Regions from separate parts of the Mus musculus genome. Here region 2 is linked to region 1. The links are chromatin contacts, called in public promoter capture Hi-C maps. All regions are on one chromosome and are shown on one strand. Each heading gives the region's core, a stretch centred on a gene start, on an enhancer-like site or on the middle of the called end of the contact. The rest is flanking DNA. Distances are from core to core; before and after follow the strand shown. Region 1 holds the start of Zbtb18 (zinc finger and BTB domain containing 18). Region 2 holds the start of Rcor3 (REST corepressor 3).

The links. Promoter capture Hi-C pulls out the DNA fragments that hold promoters and counts their contacts.
Region 2: a promoter capture Hi-C map of erythroid cells shows a contact between it and region 1, with 6 times the contacts expected there. The contact joins the promoter of Rcor3 here to the promoter of Zbtb18 in region 1.

What each region holds. Positions count from the first base shown.
Region 1 is chr1:177,439,901-177,445,075 of GRCm38.p6, forward strand. It overlaps Zbtb18 (zinc finger and BTB domain containing 18), which reads left to right and starts at 2,451. Exons shown (of 2, transcript NM_001355099.1): 1 at 2,451-2,695.
Region 2 is chr1:192,135,887-192,141,061 of GRCm38.p6, forward strand. It overlaps Rcor3 (REST corepressor 3), which reads right to left and starts at 2,154. Exons shown (of 12, transcript NM_001346740.1): 1 at 1,853-2,154; 2 at 1,547-1,603. The coding sequence starts at 2,012. It overlaps Gm10516 (predicted gene 10516), which reads left to right and starts at 1,012. Exons shown (of 4, transcript NR_033536.1): 1 at 1,012-1,175.

The DNA.
Region 1 (5,175 bases), core at 1,201-3,700:
TTTGTATGTTGATTTTCCAACTGGAACCAAAGGTAGAGTTTAAATGAAGTTGGGGTGGGGGAGGGAGGAGAGAAAATACAATTGCACCAGGGACCTTGGATATAACTCTCATAGCAGTGAGAGGTGACAGACTGGCTTCCTTAAATATTCATTTAATCTGTATATCCTGGACATACTTTTCTGTTCTCAAAATGGATACTAGTTATGGCTCACAGGGAAAACAGCCCCAAAATAGAGCAAGCCATATTTATGACTTTCGACCCACCAGTGTCTTCTGTCTGTCTCTGGGACTGTTAGCTCTGCTAGCAGGTACACTGTGTAAAACCGTTGTTAGAGCTGTGATTTCGTTCTGGATGCCATAAAACTGAGTCTAAGTTTTGATGGATAATCTGAATCCCAGTTTTCTTACAAATTTATGATTTGATATCCTGACATTAGCAGGTACTTTATATCTATTTATCAAGAGGTTTGTTAACCCCTTATTGTTAGCTTTTAATTGGTGAAACATGGCTTTATAAATATAAACATCTTTTTCCTTTTATCCTCTTGAATTCTCCATGAAACATATAGATTTCTTTTTATGTTTCTTTCTTTTTCTTTCTTTTTTTTTTTTTTTTAAGTATTTCATTCATCTAGAATACTGGTAGGCACATGAGGTGGCTCAAGCCTTTAATCCCAGCCCTTGGGAGGCAGAGGCTGGCAGATCTGTGTGAGTTCAAGGCCAGCTTAGTCTACATGTGAGTTCCAGAACAGTAAGGACCATCTAATGCAGAGACCCTGTCTCAAACAGCCAAATCAAACTACAACAAACACCACCTGTAAACTCCCAAAATGTCTAAACAAATTGAGAGTGGGTCTTTCTTCTGGGAAGCACGGGGGGGGGGGGGGTAAGAAATTCGGGTTGAATCTGAGGATGCCCCTGAGGCCCGCCCTCCCCCCCCCGCCCTCCCCCCCCCCCCCCGCCCCCATCCATCATGAGGATTTAAGAGATTTGAGGAAAGAGTAGAAACCATTACTGTTTCCAACAGAATATCAAAGTTTTGGGAACTTGGCGTAGTATGTGTGTTCATTAGCAATTCAATATGTCTGATTTGCCCACACAATTACTTTCAACTTCTTTACTAGTTTGTCCTGGAAGAAAGAGAAAGCAGATTTTGCTCAGCTGCAAGGTTTCCTGGTGAGTTGGTTAGCAACCAGGCTTGCCAGTCAGCGTTCACATAGCAAACAGTAAACACATTTCATTTAGACAATTACTAGTGTGTTGACTTCCTCGCTATGCACTTTTCTTATTGTCTTGAATCATTCTCTCCCCTGCTTGTTACTCAACTTTTTACTTGTGTGTTATTCTTGCCTTCCATTATCTTGAGGGCAGAAATTTTCTACATTTCCTCTTTGCTGGTTAGGCACAAAGAACAGGTAAGGAAGAAGTTTATCTGAAGGGAGAGAGGTGCAACACAAAATAAGGTCTCTCCCTTCCTTACAAAGCCGTGGCTCCTTACGCACCAATTAAGGAACAGACTAAAGCGTCTACAAGTATCAATCTCACTGGAAAGGTCTAAGACTGGTCTCGGGGCAGTGTCTTTGCTTGTCACGGAGAGTACAGACGGGACGCGGGGATCGTGAAAAGAAACGCAGCTGCAACTTGAACAGAGGACGCCGGGGAAAGGCGCCTCTCACAGCCGCTAGGAGCTTGTAGCTCGCATGCACCTGGCGACCGACTCGGCAGGCCGGAGGCGGCGCGTCCCTGAGGAGAACGGGGCCTGGGCGAGCACCGCAGGAGGGCCAGACCCAGCGGCCCCAGGCTGGCCCTGGCCAGCTGCGGCCCCGCGCGCTCGGCCTCCCCGGGACACCTGCCCCGAGAAAAAGTATACTTATGGCCGTCGCGGTGCACGCGGACTCGCTCGCTCCACACCCCCAGAGCGCGCTTGTCTCCAGCCGGGAAGCAGGCCCCTCCCCGCGCAGCTGTCGCCGCCGCCTGCGGGCTCCTTTCACTTTCTCACGGCCAAGTCACCCAGAGGGGAGCCACTGCCGCCGCTACTGCCGCCGCCGCCGCCGCCGCGGTCCGCGAGCTCCGCCCCTCCCCGAGAAGACCACGCCCACCCAACAGTCGCCGTCTGCGATTGGCGCGCGCAAGCGGCAGCTCCTGACCGCCACTCCTATTGGTCGAGCTGCCCCGTCAGTCCCGCCGCTTCTCCGCCCTCCCGGAACACCGCGCTTCTACTGGGCGCCACCGAGGCCGGGGGCGGGCCAGAGACCGGGGCCCGCCGCTTTCGCTCAATCGCTGAGCGGCCGGCAAGGGGCGGCCCGGTCGGGCGGGGCCACATCTGGGCCGCGCCGCCGCGTGCGTGCGTGTGCGTCGTCCGCCCCCCGCCCGCGCCCCGCCCGCCCCGCCCCCCGGCCCGGCGCCGCGCTCGCCCGCCCGCCCGCCCGCTCCCGCCCGTGCGTCTGGCAGGCTGCGGCCGCCGCTGGGCTGCTGCCATGGGGAGCCGTTGAAAGAGTGGGGCCCTGTGGCTCGGCCGCGCGCCTCAGGCTGCCAGCGCGGGCGGGGGGCGGCGGGGGCGCGCGGGGCCCGGGCCGGGGCCGGCGGGCGGGCGGGGGCCGGCGGAGGACGCCCACAAGTCCAGCGGCGGCGGCGGCGGCAGAGGAGGAGGAGGAGGAGGACGCGGCGGGGACGCGGCGACTCGGGCCGCTCCGTGTGAGTCCCCGCGCCCGCCCTGCCCCGCTGCCGACCGTGGGCTCCCGCCGGGCGGAGTTAGTTAGTGTGGCGGAGGGCAGGCGGTGCGGGCTCGCCTCGCCTCGCCTGGCCGCGCTCCCCGGCCGGTGCAGCTGCGGCGCGGGGCGGACTCGGTGCAGCTGCGGCGGCGCCTCCCGGTGCGGAGGGCGGGCGGGCGGGCGGGGGAGGGGGCCGGGCCGCCGCAGCTGCAGCGCCCGGGACGGCCGCGGCTCCGGGGCCGGTGCAGCTGCAGGGCCGGGGGAGGGGGAGGGCGCGGCGCCCGGGTTGCGGTTGCCGGGAGGCCCCGGGGGCTGGCGCGCGGCGGCGGCGACGGGGGAGCGGTCGCCGCGCCGCTTCTTGCGACTTTTCTTTTGTTGTTGCCGCGACCGGGGTCTGTTTTCTCGGCCGTTGTGGAAGGTGCTTTCCTGCTGCACCGGCTCTCTGCCCTGCACCTTCTTCCCCGTGGTTTCACCCTTCCTCTTTCCCTGAAGTGCTTTATGCACCGCGAACTGCGGGAAGATTTGCATCTCCTCTCCCACCCCTGAACCTCACACACACACCCGGGGCACCCTGCCCCCACCTCTGAAAAACAAACCCCCTAACCTCACAGAACCTCCGAGGGTCCGCGGTAGCGGTGGACGGGTCGATCCGTGGAGTGGATGTCTTCGGGCCATTGCGGTGCTTGGGACTCATTAAACTGTCACTCACCCCCACCACCACCCCACTGGGTAAACTGGGTGATTAATGTCGGATATAGTGGAATGGGGCGAGGGCATCTGTGGAAAAGAGGGTGTGTGTGTGGCAGGGAAGTAATGTGTCTATCTGCACAGAGTGCCTCCCGAACGAGTTCAGAATTGTGTCATTCACCGCGAAGTTAGAGAAAGTTAGGTTTGTGACTCGTGAGCGAGAGCAGAACACAGTTGGGGTTTTGTTCTCTAGCTCCCTGCCTCTGTTTTCTAAGCGAGCCTAAGTGGTTGTCGCCTGGGTTGGGACGCTTGTGCCTCAGGCCCCAACTTCTTTTTTCTACTCTCCAACCTCCCAAGGGTCGGTGGAGATGTGTCTGATATTCATAGATGTCGCAGCACCTTGCAGGGCACCCAGCGACCCAGCCCCGGTTACATTAACATTACATCAGCCATTAGAAAAGATCCACAAACTGTAGCCAAAAAAAGTTCCCAAAGTCTACACTTGGCCTCCCAACCCTCCTGGTGATCACAACCCCTTTCCCCAAAGTTATAGAGACCAAGGGCAAGACAAAAGTGACTTTTCTGAGCAGGAAGACAAGCTGTGTGGTCAAACAACCATTCTAAGTGACTGTAGCAGGTTTTGTCAGTTTATTAATTTGCCTCATTGAACTAAAATACTTTCCAGTATTTCAGAAGTGCAGTTTGAGTTTGTTGATGCTGAAAGTGGAAATTTGCACTAACGGTGGCAGTGTGAACTATTTTCCTGAGAGGTAGATCCAGATAAATTGCTTAGGTAAGAGTAAAACAATAAGGTGAACCACGCTGAAGTAATAGTTCTTAATAAGTCTGCCAACATTTCGGAGATGTCTGCCATTATCTCCGCAGGGGAAGGGGGAAAAACATGCTGTAATAATGTTGAAATGGGACTAGAGATGTCAAATGGGTTGGTTTAAAAATATCCCTAAGCTGCCTTTGAAACTAGACGTTGGAGTTGAATAAAAGTGAATGTGGGTTTCCTGAATAGCACCGAGCTCGAGTGTGCTGTCATATGTAAGCCAGTCCACCAACTTGAGGCAGAAGTGTTGCGATTCCATAAATACAGTAGGACTCCATATGCTGAGCTTTTCAATTTCTTCTGTTAGAAAGTTTGGGGGGAAAAAGGAAGACTTTGAAGTATTTTGTTTATACTAACAGAAGAGAAAAGTTCTCCTAAGAAAAAGCTGGTGGCAGGAGTGTAGAGGAGTAGCATATGGCATTAAAGGAGCACAGCTGGAGGTAGCATTTCCATCTGAACATGATGTCAGAGCAGCTGACAGCCTGCCATCCCTCAGCCTTTTATTCTAACACACAGACAGGGAGTTAGTGTGTGCGGATCTGTGGTGGAGAAGGTATCTCATTCCTCTCCAACATCATCTCCACTTTGCATCTGTCTCTCTTAGTCTGCTTTTTTTCCACCGATGTAACAGACCTGCAGCCAGCAAGACTCCGAGGGAAGGACTTAATCAAGTTTATGTGTCCTAAAGGTAGGAGTAGCAGGAGATTAGGCTGAGCATCTTTGTGTTTGGGTGTTTTATTTAATTTTTTTTAAAATCACATTACTTTTCTAATCCACTTTATAAATAATATGTGAAATTGAGCATGAAGTGATGGTCTTACTGGATTGAAAGTCTTGGGCTTGCTTGGTTTACGATTTTATTTCTTCTATTTGAGCAAGTAAATAACTTTAATACACAAAAATATTTCAAGTTTTCAGATGGTAAGAAACGCTCTGGAATA
Region 2 (5,175 bases), core at 904-3,403, about 15 Mb after region 1:
TTCATAATTATGAAATCTAATCTTTACTGAGTAACTGCCATATGCCTAGTCATTTAATCCTGGCAAGAATTCCATGCAATGGTTTTTTACAGCTAGGAAAATTGAAGCTCAGAGAAGGCCAGTGACTTGCTCAGAAGACAAAAACAAGAGAGCTGGGAATTAAATGCAGCCTATCCTTCAGTGAACATGTCTTCTTTCCGATGTCAAACTAAGCCCTGAAGCACAGCCATAAAGTGAAGGAACCCACCTACTAGCTAGCTATGCCAACAAGAAAAATACGACTACAAGAAGCCCACCACGGCACACACCGATAGTCTTCTAATAAAATATCCCAACAGCTGTGTCGCTTTGAAGGTAACCCCCAAATCTGATGAGCACTCTGGTATCATGTACTGAAGGAAACTGTCCTAATTATGCTTGTAACGGTTACCCTTCTCCTTTCAGAGAGGGGATACTACCTACTTGGTAAGTCCTAATGGGGAGAAGGATGGAAGCCCCCTAGCATACCTAAACTAAACGGACATGACTGCTTTCCTTGTGAAATTACAAGTGAGTCCTCTGCAACACCAACTACAACTCCAGCGTCGGACTCGGGCAGTGCGGTTAAGAATGAGCTCTAGACAAAAACTGACTGCAGGAAAAGTGGGAGGGCAGTTCAGGCAGGGAAGGGCAGAGCCCACCCAGTGGCAAGTCTGGCTGGGTTAGAGCAGCCGAGCACTCCAGGCCCAGAGGCTCCAGCAAGGGCGCCTCCATATGCGGAACTCTCGCCCAATCCCTGAGCAGCCTGACATCCCGTGACAGCCGGGGAGCCTGTTTGGAGAAAAGTAGAGAGGGAGCCCGCAAGCTGCGCTGGCGGAGGGCGCTGGAACCTGGCTGTTCCGGAGAAAATGTCTCCTTGGCAGCTGCTGCCGCTGTCCTGTGGTCTGGCTTCCCCGGGCTGGGTCGGCGCGCGGGGAGGGGTTGGGGGCGACCGGGGCGGTGTCGGGCACGGGCGTTTCCCCGCCCAGGTCCACACCGCCTCGGCAGAAAGAAAAACCAGGATCCCGTGTGCGCCGGGGTCGCAGGGCTCGCCCTTGGCTCGGGCTAATGACAGCAGGCGGTTGCCAAGCGTGGCCCTGCGGAGCCTGGCTGAGCCCCGGGTTCCCAGGGCGGGTCGGAGTGGCATCTGACCTGGGGTAGGTTCATGCACACACAGATCGCACGCCCTCTCCTGCAGCCCTTGGTTTTGCAGTCCCCACGCCCCGGGCCTCGGACCCGCGACCTCCGTGCGAAGCCACCAGCGTGCAAGTGCCGCGGGAGGGAACCATGTTCACCTTGCCATGCACACATCTACCCCCACGCCCTGTGTCACTGCCCAGCCGAGCCTGCCAGCCTCCCCGCCCGCGATGCCCTGCCCTGCCCTGCCCTGCCCTGGCCTCTCCTGGTGCGCCCCACACTCAACACCACGTAACTCCCTCCCATCCCGACGCCGGCCACCCCAGAGCAAGCCTGGGGGAAAAAAAAAGAGAGAGAGAGATGGGGTTTTCCTGTGAGCAAATATATCTACCTGGATCGAATTCAGGGATCCGAGCTTGGTATTCAGCTCCGACTCTCATCCCAACATCTGCAAAGCAATGCCAAGATATATGGTAAAATGGTAATAAATAAGGAGAGGAGAGGGGAAGGGCAAGGCAGAGACTCTCCAGCCGCGGGAGCGCGGGCGAGGCCGTGGCCGGGTGGGGGCGGGGAGGCGCGGGTCGCGGGCTGCGGCGGCACCGGGAGTTCCGGCGGCCGCGGCTCGGCTCCGAGGGGGAGGAGGGCGCGGGGAAGGGGGCCGGGCGGACGGGCGGGGGCGGGGAGCGCGGCGAGGTACCCCCGTGCTCGTCGTCGCTGCTGCAGCCGCTCTCGGGCTCCGAGAAGTGCAGCCCGCCGTTGGCCGAGGAGCCGCCGCCTCCCGCCGGGCTCTTGGCGCCGCCGTTGGCCGATCGGCTCTTCCCCAGTAACTCGGGCCCTTTCTCCATCATGCCGGGCATGGTAGAGGAGGGGGAGAGGTGGCGTCAGGGAAGGGGGAGACGGCTGGCGGGCGCGGGCGGGAGCGCGGAGGAGGAGGAGGAGGTGTTAATATGGAGCCGCCATCACCGCCCCGGTCGAGCCGTAGCGCAGTCGCCCCACACCGGCCCGCCCCGGCCCCGCCTCCCTCCCCTCCCCCGCCGCCGCCGCCCCGCGCCGTGCCACCCGGCCGAGCGCCCCTCGTGGCCGCGCGCTCCTCACTGGGCGGCCGCGATCACTCCGCCCTAGGGAGGTTCCGGCCGCGGGGCGGAGAGACCAGAGGGCCGGGACCCCGCGCGTCCCCAGCCGGCCGGTTCCCGGGCGCTCGAGGGCCGGGAGACGATGTGGAGGCCCCGGAGGCGGCATGGAGGGCGGGGAGGCGGCCTCTGCCCTGTCTCAGCTGAAGGAATTTGGCCTGCTGAGGCGGGGCCGCGGGGCGGGAGCTGCTCCCGTGACCGGGAACCCGGGATGGCGGTCTCAGGAGCTGCTCCGGTGAGGAGCGGCGGGGATGGCGGCCTTTGACAGGAGCTATGAGGATGGCGGCCTTGGACCGGAGCAGCTCCGGTGACGCGGGCAGGGGTTGGCGGCCTCAGACAGGAGCTGCTCCCGCGAGGTGCGCCCCGGGGTAGGAGCTGGGTCCTCCGGTTGGAGGCAGGATCGGTTCACTCCGGAATGAGACCGGCCCTAAAGACCTGGCGAGGCAGCTCCTCTCTGCTGTGAGGTCCGAGAGGGACTGAAAGGGCAGTATTTCCACTTGGCTCTTTCCCTTTTGCTGTCTAAGAAGCGAATGCCACGAGTGGGGAAATAAATAACCGAACTCTACCTTCCCCGGGCCAGTGCTATCTGGGTCGACACTGCCTGGGGTGGTGGCTCAGAGCAATTCTGGAGAGGGTGGAGAGAGAAGTGCTCTGCAGAGAGGTGCTGCTGCTGCAGAGAAAGGTGAGGCCAGCTGCCTTCTGGCAGTTTGCACCCAGTTGAAGATTGGCTGGACTGTATTTCTTCCCCAGATTTAAGGATATTTGCTTATGACATACTGTCTGGGCAAGGAGGACGATTTGTGTCTCAGGAGTAAAGGGGGGGGGGAGTTGCTTAATATACAGATGTGTGTCCTGCAGAATTTGGGGGTAACAGTAAAATTACCTTGAAGGTTAAAACTGTTCTTTGGAATTCTGTTACTGAGAAATAACAGACCTACTCAAGAATTCAGCCAAGAAAACTCTGGGATACAAGAATTAGGCCGGTCATCTGTCTAAAGGAGGGAGTATTTTGTCCGGGTGGAGAAACAGTACTGGTACTGGAAATAGTTGATTTTTAGCTCTATATGTGTCCATTAATTTTTGAACCACAACTCAACCTCCCCTCCCGTTTTATTTTTTGAGACAGGATTTCTATGTGTACTTCTGGCTGTCCTGGAACTCACAGAGATCCGCTTGCCTCTGTCTTCTGAGTGCTGGGAGTAAAGAGCTGCACCACCACACCTAGCATCGGTTCCTTTTTTTAAAAAACACATTGCTGAAGGATATTTTAAGTCTGATTTTTATTTTCTGCAAGGAGAAATGTTATGGACAACTGAAATGATATTTTATTTTTTACATTCCAACCTCTAATGAACACGACTCATCTCAGCCCTGTCACATCAGCTCCTTTGATCCTGGAGTACAAAAGCTAGAGCCTATAAAAAGAAAATTCAAGAAAAAAAAAAACCACAAAACAAAATAGAGGCCTCTTAATAGATACACTTTTTAACTCTGAAATAGTGCTGATTCACTTTTCTGTAGAAAAGAATCTGCGTCTAGATTAGGGATCAAAAGTTTCAAGGGCTTTTGGGACTATTTTGATTAGTAGAATCTTGGCAGTAAAATGATTCTACTGGAATATTTAGACCAAAGACTGCATTCACCTTTGGGGAAGGATTTTGGCGTGAAGGGATGTGTGTGTGTGTGTTTAAGGAAAACAAATTTCTGTTTTGCTTTTAAGAAAAGGAAAGCACTCTAAACTTGCCTGGTTGAGAAGGGTGATTGTAGTGGACCTTAAAATGGTCTCTTCCCAGATAAGACATTACAGAACAGAAAAGCCCTAGGTAGAAATCTGGAAGAATGTCTACTTCTGTTTGGAGAGGAGGAAAGCCCCTGGGCGGAGAAGAGAGCTTTAGGGGTTAATAATATCTCTTGAGATGGGTTGAAGGGGGGGGGGCACTACTGGTCTGTTGAGTATTTAAATTAACTCCATTTTAAGGTTTTCTCAAGAGTTACAAAGACCAAACATAAGGCAAAGGTCGGGGATTAGCTAAGTTGTATGTTGCCTGGGCTTCTCTTTGATATCATGTGAATTCCAGAAGCAAGGATACAGGAGAAACTTTGTTTCAAATAAGACAACGTTTAGAAGGCCAAGGGATCAAGATCAGTTATCTTTTGGGATGACTTCTATCTAGCAATGAGTCTTGGAGAAGATACCCAAGGACTCTAGGAAAATAATGTTCTTGAGAAACAGAAGGCTGAATGCTTATACAATGACCAGATTCCCTCCCGGCATAGGGATCCATGGGCGTATTCTAATCCTAAGGAAAGCCAGCAGATTGTGTATAAATTGTATAGCTGAGTCTAGGGAAAATGTAGAGGTTAAGGACAGCCAAGACAGTCTTGAGCAACAGTTCTCAACCTGAGGATTGCAACCCCTGGGGAATCACTGAACAAACCCTTTCACAGGAGTTGCCTAAGACCTTCAAAAAATACATTTACATTACAACTCATAACAGTAGCAAAATTACAGTTAGAAAGTAGCAGAGGAGCTGGGTGGTGGCACAGGCCTTTAATCCCAGCAGCACTCAGGAGGCAGAGGCAGGCAGATTTCTGAGTTCAAGGCCAGCCTGGTCTACAAAGTGAGTTCCAGGACAGCCAGGGCTATACAGAGAAACCCTGTCTCAAAAACAAAACAAAACAAAACAAAACAAAAAACCCAACAAAGTAGCAAAGAAATAATTTCATGGTTGGGGGTCACTACAACATGTAACTGTATCAAAAGGTCAAAACATCAGGAAGGTTGAGAACAGCGGAGCTTCCTGAGTCTTCATGTCTTTCCAGTATGGAAGGGTTCATTCAGGAAATTGAGTCAGCTCCTCTAGAAGAAACCAAGGAGATGGCACTATAT